3 separate regions of the Mus musculus genome follow, and all the other regions are linked to region 2. The links are chromatin contacts, called in public Hi-C and HiChIP or PLAC-seq maps. All regions are on one chromosome and are shown on one strand. The core of a region is the stretch at or near the end of the contact, and the rest is flanking DNA. Distances in the headings are between cores, read along the strand shown.

Evidence for each region. Hi-C and Micro-C count contacts between places; a contact is called where the count stands out from the background. HiChIP or PLAC-seq counts read pairs in DNA pulled down with a chosen protein or histone mark.
Region 1: a Hi-C map of the HPC-7 cell line shows a contact between it and region 2, with 3 times the contacts expected there. The contact joins two enhancer-like sites. A contact is called at or near these places in 1 of 39 promoter capture datasets (the 3T3-L1 cell line), 14 of 484 Hi-C or Micro-C datasets (the 3T3-L1 cell line, the C2C12 cell line, the HPC-7 cell line and 9 more) and 3 of 115 datasets of contacts at active chromatin or transcription factors (acute myeloid leukemia, bone marrow-derived dendritic cells and bone marrow-derived macrophages).
Region 3: an H3K4me3 HiChIP or PLAC-seq map of bone marrow-derived macrophages shows a contact between it and region 2, with 4 times the contacts expected there. The contact joins two enhancer-like sites. A contact is called at or near these places in 2 of 484 Hi-C or Micro-C datasets (bone marrow-derived macrophages and epidermal suprabasal cells) and 1 of 115 datasets of contacts at active chromatin or transcription factors (bone marrow-derived macrophages).

What each region holds. Positions count from the first base shown.
Region 1 is chr10:26,894,488-26,897,479 of GRCm38.p6, reverse strand. All of the region lies in intron 12 of Arhgap18 (Rho GTPase activating protein 18), which reads right to left. Among named protein-coding and RNA genes, the nearest start is that of Gm30534, 70 kb to the left of the region's middle. Within about 2 kb of position 1,534, at least 33 of the 459 cell types and tissues checked have an H3K27ac peak or open chromatin away from gene starts, as enhancers often do. A contact at or near this core is called in the C2C12 cell line, the HPC-7 cell line and bone marrow-derived macrophages, where this site is marked.
Region 2 is chr10:26,558,118-26,561,298 of GRCm38.p6, reverse strand. No RefSeq gene overlaps it. Among named protein-coding and RNA genes, the nearest start is that of Gm30034, 120 kb to the right of the region's middle. Within about 2 kb of position 1,793, at least 38 of the 459 cell types and tissues checked have an H3K27ac peak or open chromatin away from gene starts, as enhancers often do. A contact at or near this core is called in the C2C12 cell line, the HPC-7 cell line and bone marrow-derived macrophages, where this site is marked.
Region 3 is chr10:26,994,595-26,997,673 of GRCm38.p6, reverse strand. The region is part of intron 58 of Lama2 (laminin, alpha 2); the gene reads left to right. Among named protein-coding and RNA genes, the nearest start is that of Gm40618, 14 kb to the right of the region's middle. Within about 2 kb of position 1,518, at least 78 of the 459 cell types and tissues checked have an H3K27ac peak or open chromatin away from gene starts, as enhancers often do. A contact at or near this core is called in bone marrow-derived macrophages, where this site is marked.

The DNA.
Region 1 (2,992 bases), core at 285-2,784, 340 kb before region 2:
AGAATGCCTTTAACTTTAACCTGATTCAGATTCAGAAAACATCAAGGGCCCTAAGAGTTTACGGAAGTTGATTAGCATTTAATTCACAGTGAAATAAGTCCTATTTTTTTTACATGATATTTGTATTTTCTATTTAAGATGGAGTGTGTCATAAAAATAAGAGTGTGACGTTTGATTTGATTTTCCACATGAGTCTCCAAGTTAAGCTAGACTCTGTTGTCCTGATCTAAAAAGTAGGTGCTAGAACTGGTGATCACTACCTGTCACAATGATCAATACTCTTGACGACCTTCTCAATGAAACCCCAGGTGAATGCCTAGGAGGGCTGTGGCTCATGGGTAAGCCACCAGAGCCTGATTGTTATTCAGCTGACTCCAGCATCCTCCAGCCCATGTCCTTAAACCTGAATCTCTTACAAGATCATCTGGGGCTTTTGGAAACATTTCAAAACTGGAGCTCTGCTTTAGTGTCTGACACCAGGTCATTCAGAGGGAACGTCGAAGTGAAGGACACCATGAGAAGTTTGGTTTCCTGAGCCCATGTGACCAGAAGTGGGAGATAACATCAGATATATGGGACTCCTACAGCCCAAGCTTGTAAAAGTCTCTCTGGGAGGTGGGCAGCCGTGGAAGGATCACGTAAATCAAAGACCAGGCTGGAAATGAAGCCTGGGAGCTTCAGCAATTTGTCACTAAGTGATCATCAAAGCTGCCCGTGCATGCTTATTAGACAGAGGCCATCTGAGGAATTACAGGTGCAAGGAAGGATGTCTGTGATTAGCATAAGAAGACTAAAGCAGGAAAAAGTGTGCCGAACAAGTAGGAGAAAGAACAACATTCACAAAGGGACTTCATGCTGGGGCTCAGATGCTATTGTTTCTACTTTTTCAATATCAGAGAAGATACATGTTTTAGAGTACAGTACAGTGGGACTCTGTGTGCCTAAATAGAGGGTTCCATCCTTAGTTCCCTCCCCACTGAAATACAACTAAATATATAAGTTTACATATACCAAAACTGGGTATATAGAGAGAACAAGAGCCCAATAAGTTAATTGCTAACAGAAAATAACTATTTCTAATGGTCTATAATTTTGTGATTGTATCTTCCTATCATAATGGACAAAACTTAATAGTATTTGAGAACACTCATGTTCATATCGATTAATACATTGTAGTCATGAAAATATTTGTCTTATTAGGCAAATTAAGTATTATAACTTGGCTCAAAGAACTCATTTATCTAGTCAAGCTTATCTTAATAGCATGAATGTCCAGTTGTATATACTTAGCTTTAATAGCATACATAGTATCTTTAAGATCGCCACCCCAATCCCTAATTACCTGGCTTTATTATCCAGGTCTGACAATACTCCAGAGTGACAGTCATCATTGACTTTTCTGCAGTATTTGGTGCTTCTACATCAGCACTTCCTAAATTTGCTCTTCTTGCCTGAGATTCTAAGACAACATACATTCTTCGTGTTTCTCTTAATTCTGACAAGTCATTTCCCATTTTCAGTGACTCACTATGTAAATACGAGCATGCCTTGGGTCTGTCTTGCTGTTTTCTCACCCTTGAATCACCCTGGAGTTACACAGCATTCTGTGCCCTCGAGTATAATTTCTAGGTTAACTTCAAAGATGTATCTGAAGCTCTGAGTGACGCAGGAACTGCAACCCACCCCTAAGTAGGCAAGTCTCACTAACAGAATTCAGTCTCACATACGCCTAACATACGACCAGTAGCCACATTTCCCTACTCCTGCTAGCTCTTGTTCTAAATTTCTTTTTCAACTGGCCCTTTCCCCCTACTCAGGCTTATTTTAAAAGCTACCTGTGTGTCATTTCATACCAGCAGCAGCACATAATCAGAACCAACACAATGAACTCAAAGATTTGGAATAGATTCTTCCTAGAGGCTACAATCTGATGCCGTTTCAGAAAATCAGTAAGAACTGGTAGGTTTTAAAGAGAGTTGGTCTTCAATCCCAACTCTTTTCCCTCTACAGAAGATTAAAATTGCTGTTTAAAATATTCTTTCCTTATCTGAAATAAGACAATATACCCTAACTACGGAAACAGGATTTTAAAATAAGATAATGTTTACAAAATCATTAGCAATGTGTCTTACACCGGGTAAATGTTTACAAAGTTTGGGAGTTGGAGAATTTAGCTCAGGGATACAGTAGTCAGCGCTGGGTTCTTTCCCTGAAATTAGAAGAAAAGAAAAAGAAAAAAAAAAAAAAAACCAGCCCTAATTCTCACCCATCACAAGTCTTATTTTCTACTCTTTACTGGTGTCACTTTTATTTTTATTTTATTTTATTTACTTTTCAGTGTACTTCATGATATAAAAATTTTATATTGTGTATATTTTTATATGAGGTGATATAAATATGCCATGCTGTATCTAATTAGACACCTCTTTATGATTAGACTATTTTCAAACGTGGCGAGAGAAAATGTCAATGAAAGTGAAAAAATAGAGAAGTGGTGAGGAGCACTTAGTGTTCCTCTGGCATCCTGGAACTCAGGTCCCAGCACCTACATAGATAGGGAGGTTTACAACCACCTGCAGCTGCAGCTCCAGGAGACCCAACCCCCTCTTCTGACCTACACAGACACTTACACACACATGCTCTCACACACAAACATACACAGACACTTACACACACATGCTCTCACACACAAACATACACAGACACTTACACACACATGCTCTCACACACAAACATACACAGACACTTACACACACATGCTCTCACACACAAACATACACAGACACTTACACACACATGCTCTCACACACAAACATACACAGACATGCACACACATGCTCTCACACACAAACATACACAGACATGCACACACATGCTCTCACACACAAACATACACAGACATCACACACATGCTCTCACACACAAACATACACAGACATGCACACACATGCTCTCACACACAAACATACACAGACATCACACACATGCTCTC
Region 2 (3,181 bases), core at 544-3,043:
TTCACTTTTATAACTCAAACAGATAACAAGTGCTTAGAGTATCCTGTGACCAAATAAATATTTTTAAAAGCCCAAATAAACATTTTACAATAAGTGAGCTAGTCCTTTAGTTTTCAGTATGTACTGATGGACTGGCAGCATTTCAAGGCATGGAGCCATGAAGAGTGGCAAGATTGGGTTGAAGTTTAACAATAATAAACAATAAATAGCGGTCATCAGCAAATATCTAGAGGAGAAAATTTTTTAAAAAATACTAAATGTAGTTTTCTTTTAAAAACAAGCTCCAACAATAGATTTATATAGTTAATGACCAATCTTTAATTTTTCTTACCCTAAAAACACTGAATATACTGTTAACTACTTTAGATTTCATTGAGGAACCACTTAAAGTTTGAATTTATTGCTTCAAGCATTCCTAACGGAACAGCCATTCTAAAGTTGAAATCTCATGTTTGTGAAACCTGTACTTGATCGTTAATGCTAACGTTTGGACATTTCCAATTTTTTATTGTTTTACAAAGTATGAAGAGAATGGGCAACAGCTATTTGAATGACTGTATATATAATGCAGTCCAAGCCAGGATGGTGCCAAACTGAGGTTTGGCAGGAAGCCTTCCTTCCACATGTAATCCGTCCAGTCCCCAAGGGTCTTCCTACAAAGCATGCTTTGTATGTATTGGCTTCTTCTGCTCTTTATTGCCACCACCCTCCTCCCTGTACTCTATCCTAGATGTAAAACAATCTCTTGCTTGCACTTATGCCCTCATCTAAGACCCTGGTTCCTAGATACAGGGCACCCGGAAGGCAGTTTATAAATATGTCTAATAACTGGTTTAAAATCCTCATTGTACTTCTTCCTATGGGGTTGCAAACCCCTTGAGCTCCTTTAGTCCTTCCCATAACTCCTCCTTTGGGGACCCCATGCTCAGTCTGATGTTTGGCTGCAAGCATCCACGTCGGTATTGATCAGGCTCTGGCAGAGCCTCTCAGGGGACAGCCATACCAGGCTCCTGTCAGCAAGTGTTTCTTGCTTGACATTAGCTATAGTGTCTGGATTTGGTGTCTGCAGATGGGATGGATCCCTAGGTGGGGCAGTCTTTCCTTCAGTCTCTGCTTCACTCTTTGTCCCTGTATTTCCTTTAGGTAGGAAAAATTCTGTGTTAATATTTTTGAGATGAGTGGATGGCCACACTCCTCGACCAGGTTAACAAGAACATCATGTCAGAAACCTAACCTCTGGATATGGTCTCTGCAGGTTCTATCTCCCCTTTATTGGGTATTTCAGGCAATGCCATCCCTATTGGGTCCTGGGAGCCTCTTACTTTCCTGGCACCAGAGCTCCAAGGGACTAAACCACCAACCAAAGAGTGCCCATGGCTCCAGCTGCATATGTAGCAGAGGATGGCCTTATCTAGAATCAATGGGAAGGGAGACCCTTGGTCCTGTGGAGGCTCGATGCTTCAGTGTGGGGGAATGCTAGTTTAGTGAGGCTGGAGTAGGTGGGGGGGAGCATCCTCATAGAAGCGGGGGGGGGGGGGAGATTAGATAGGGGGTTTGCAAAGAGGAAACCAGGAAGAGGGATAACATTTGAAACGTAAATAATTAAGTAACCAATAAAAAAAAATAAAATCCTCACTGTATAATGAGTGCTCTTAGGGAAAAGGTTTCATTTTGTATTTACTGTAGGAATGCCTGACTGATCTCATCAGTTGCTGACCCCATCCTGATGATTCACCGTCAGATACTCTTCTCTCATAGGCCTTCCTTTTGCCACAAGTCTTGTGACTTTTGTGCCTTGTGCTTCCTCTCTGCTTGGAATACACGTTTCATTTTCCTCCTGTGTTTTAGACCTCGTCCTAGCTGTCATCTAAATGACCCATGCAGCAAGTTTAACATGTTACCTTATTTTATGACTCTTTACAGGCCTTATTTCTCTTGAGTAATTTCCTTCTTTCTTGCTTACTGTAACCTTCCTCACAAGAAGGAAGCTCTCTGAATGCTGGGCTTACATCTCCTGGGGGAGTTGGAGTTCATAGTTAATGGGCAGTGTGTAGGTTTTCTTTATACAAACCCAAGGTTGATTATATCGTTAACAAGAACATCATGTCAGAAACATGGTAAAATCTTTTAAAAAGACAGTTAATAAAATTCCTTTTGTCTGTAAGATTGATCCCCTTCCCTAATAATTGGGTGAATTGGGAAAAATTATATGTATTTGAAGTATGGTAAAAGGCTCTGAACATAATCAAAAGGCATCCAAGAGTAAGCTTAACACATGAAAACATGTCACAGGACTTAATAGGTTTGTCCATTGGTTCATATATTTATCATTCATTGTTTAACCCTTTATAGGTGCATTCATCAGACCTAGACTTCAAACCTAAAGGACACGGCTGACCATAGTCTCTCTCTCTCTATATATATATATATATAGAGAGAGAGAGAGAGAGAGGAAGAGAGAGAGAGAGAGAGAGAGAGAGAGAGCAGATATATATATCTGCTTTGTAGCCTTCCAGTGTTAACCAGTAGCAAATCCAGTGAGGAGCTAAAACCATGGAACCCAGGAATAGTTCTAAGGAGAGAAACTGCATGGAATCTTGTTAGAAGAGAAAGCCTAGGCTTGATCTTAAAACCACTGCTGATTTCCAAAACTTTTAGGCAATATAGTGTTCCTTTTTGTAATTCCAGCACTTGGAAGCCTGAGGCAGGTGGATCAAGAGTTCAAGGCTAGCTTCACCTACATAGCAAAGTTAGGACAAGCCTAGGTTACATGAGACACCTAAAACTAAAATTAAAACTAAACCAGATCTAATGAAGCAAACAAAATCTCTTCTAAGCAAGAATTCAACTCAAAAATATTAATCTAGTTACTGTGTCTACAGAATAAATTACCTCAAAACTTGATAATAATTTGATGTGCTGACAAGTTCTGGGCTTAGGGGTTCAGGAAGTGGTTAGTCTTCACTTAAGGCTGTTGTAGAAGTGCAGTCACATTAGGACTGGGGTGATGGGCACTGACAGTATCCACTGGCAGGGTGGGGCCCTCTAGTGCCGCAGTTTCTTTCCACATAACCTTTACCAAGTGGTTCCTCACAATATATGGAAGCTTCTCTTGGAGTTTAAAGAAGCTGGGAGCTGAGAGCAGAGGGAGATGTAAAACCATCAACAACTTTGAGAGTCC
Region 3 (3,079 bases), core at 269-2,768, 440 kb before region 2:
GGGGGAAAAAAGGAGCCTTCTTTCTAAATGTGAATAAAAGTTAAGACAAAAAGTTACCTTAGTATTTTATTTTATAAAATATAATCATTGAGTGCGGAATATATGTAAGATTTATATCTTCATGGCAAACTAGGAAGGAACAGAGAAGGAGGAAGAGACCACCTGCCATTGATAGATGAGCTATGTAGGTGATATCCTGCTCCTGAAGTGATCCAACTAGCTTTGATGATCATTAGGTGAGGAATTACATACTGTCCATAAAACAGCTAGAAGCATGTCTAGCCTGTGGTGACAACCATCATGCTATCTCCTTTTGTGAGAACTAGGTGATGGAGACTTTCACACTTTCAGGGTAAACATAAGTACTGGGGGCGGGGGAGGGGGCAGATACTGAAATGTGTTCTCTTTGTAAGCAATTTCAAACTCAGGCATGAAATGCTTCTTAGATCTTGTTTTCAACATTTCAAGTTGGAATTTTTAAAATCATCACAGGTTCATCTTGGTGATGGTAACTTCTACCTACAAGCCCCATATTTCCTGACTGACAGGAGTTGTCTTTCTTGCCCACTTGTTCCTTCCTCACACTCTTCACCCCTAACTTTGCCAGCAGCTTATAATGTAAAGAAAGCATTCACTATGCTTCAGGCTAATTGAAGAGTATCCTGGGAAAAGGCCTGTGAAATGGATATGTCAATTCTGTGGTTATATGTGGTCTACCATCCTAGATTAGACTGTATTTTCTCCATGTTATCTTATCTCACAGAACTGGAGTCTAGTAGTCCCTTGTACTATCTCCCTGATTATTTAGCCCATTACTATCTGGGGAGAAAGACATCCCTGCTTATTATGTTTGTGGATATTACTCATCTACAATGATGGGGATGGAGTTGATAAGCATCTGGGCTTATCAATGCAGAAATGCATCAATATGTTCACATGGGATGAGTGGCTGCAGCATTGACTCCAAGCCTTTTTTTGATAAGCACAGTCCACAGGGATTGGCATACGACAAGTTGGTTGCATTTCTTTTATGTGAATCTTGCTGGAAAGTTGAATGTGGCACTTTCAGATTCTGGTAGAAATGAAGAGTTCAGATAAGGTTCTTAGAAAATTGAAGAGATGTGAGCTGAGAAGAAAAAAAAAAAGCAAAGCAAGAGAGAATGGTTCCTGCAGCAACGGGAGTGCCAGTATGCTAAAAGCTATAGATAGTCGAAGCCATAGGATAAGTCAGCCTTGGGCACTGACATGTATTGAAAGGGAAAACATATTCTCCACACCCCAGGTGGGGCCGTCTTATGACAAATCCCTGTAAATGACCAGTTCCACCAAGGAGCTCACATCCAAGGAGTTCACATGATTCAGTGAACAGCAGCAGGCATTGTATGCATCAGGACATCAAAGTCAGTGCTGAAAAAGTACCTATTTAGTATTCACCCACAAAGATCACCGAAGGAAAGCATCAGATGGGACTTTAGCCCACACTTATTAACGGGATCATTGACTCATGAAGGAAGGAAATTACACAATTTTTAGCATGACTCATCACTTGCTGCTCGTTTTGATAAATGCCGTTGGAATCTCTGCTCTACAGCTATCTAAACTCAAAGTCCACTTACCAAGAAATCATACATTGCTTTGAATTTGTTAATGAATTTACAAGTGTCAGCACTGCACCGGAATTAGAAATGACCACTGACCTGAACTTTTAACAGAGTGGGAAGGTTTGCTAGGACAACTGACCCCTCTCCTTGTGACTGTGACTGCAAGGAGCATGGCTTCCTTTCCAGCTACTTCAGTGACAAATACACTACTCTAGTAGGCTCCCCATATCCCTGTGTGCCTCAGAATTGTCACCTGCAAAGCAGAAACAAGCCATCCTGTCCTTTATCCCCTTTCCCCTGTGTGCTACATGTATTATGAAGCATCACCACCAGATGGCGGAAGTGTAACATGTTGAGATTGATTGAGGCTGGGTGTTTTTTTTTTTTAATTACTATTATTGCTGCTGTTATTGCTGTTTTAGCATTTTTCAGAGATTATTGTTTCCAAAACATAGGAAAAGCATGTCCTTGGGCCTAGAAGTGACGCGTATCCCTTACACCATGTTCCTCTTGTGTATATGAGTATGCTATATAATGACATAGGAGTCGAAGGACCTATGCTAAATCCTCTCTCCTCCAACTGAATGTGTTTATGAAATGACTGTCTAGAAAATCTGATAATATGTTCAAGGTGTGGGGGACTGCTGCTCAGCTGTGGCTCTGTTCAATAACTCTCCAGCTTACCAACAGTCATGTTGGCGCTGTATTGTGGAATGTCACATGACATTCCACAATACAGCGCCAATAAAACGCCCGTTATTCACAACTGCCATCTGTCCATTCTAGTAGCCATATTAAAATATGGCTTATATTAGCATATTATCTTAGCATATTATTTGGTGAATGACCAAGTGACTGTGGCAGCACTAACAGCAACATTACCCACAGGTAGATTTCTTCAGCCTGCACATTATTGTTCCGTAAGTCCATGGCATCCATTGATGTTATTAGTGTCTGTTTTCAGAGGTAAACATTTAGAGATGTTTTGGTGAAATTCTGTCCACAAGAACTCACAACATATGGAATCCTCTTGGAGAATTCTAAGGAAGGCTGCATACTACAGTATTTGCAAGAATGATTCTTGCTCTATTAATAGCCTTTTCGGGCCAGGACATTAAGTCACCATTTGAGCTTCTTTTGTTGGCCATGTAATAGCAAAGGCATTGCTGTGTGTTGTGAATAGATTATCCTGCCCTGCCCACTGGGCTTTTACATAGATGTATGAATTTCAGCCAGTCTTCTTTTTATAAATGACCATCTCCTGGGAGGCAAAAAAGTAACTACCTCCATAAAGACCAATTTTATAGCTTTCCTGAAACACTTTTAAGCCCTTTTGCCTGCTGTGGCATAATATAGGTCGCTTTTGACCAAGCTCAAGAGAAGAGAGAATGAGGCTTTTTCTCACATAAAGATGTCCCGAGTGCTGATAAGTCATGTCTGAGGTACTCTGTTGGAGAACACTCCTCACAAAAGCTTGC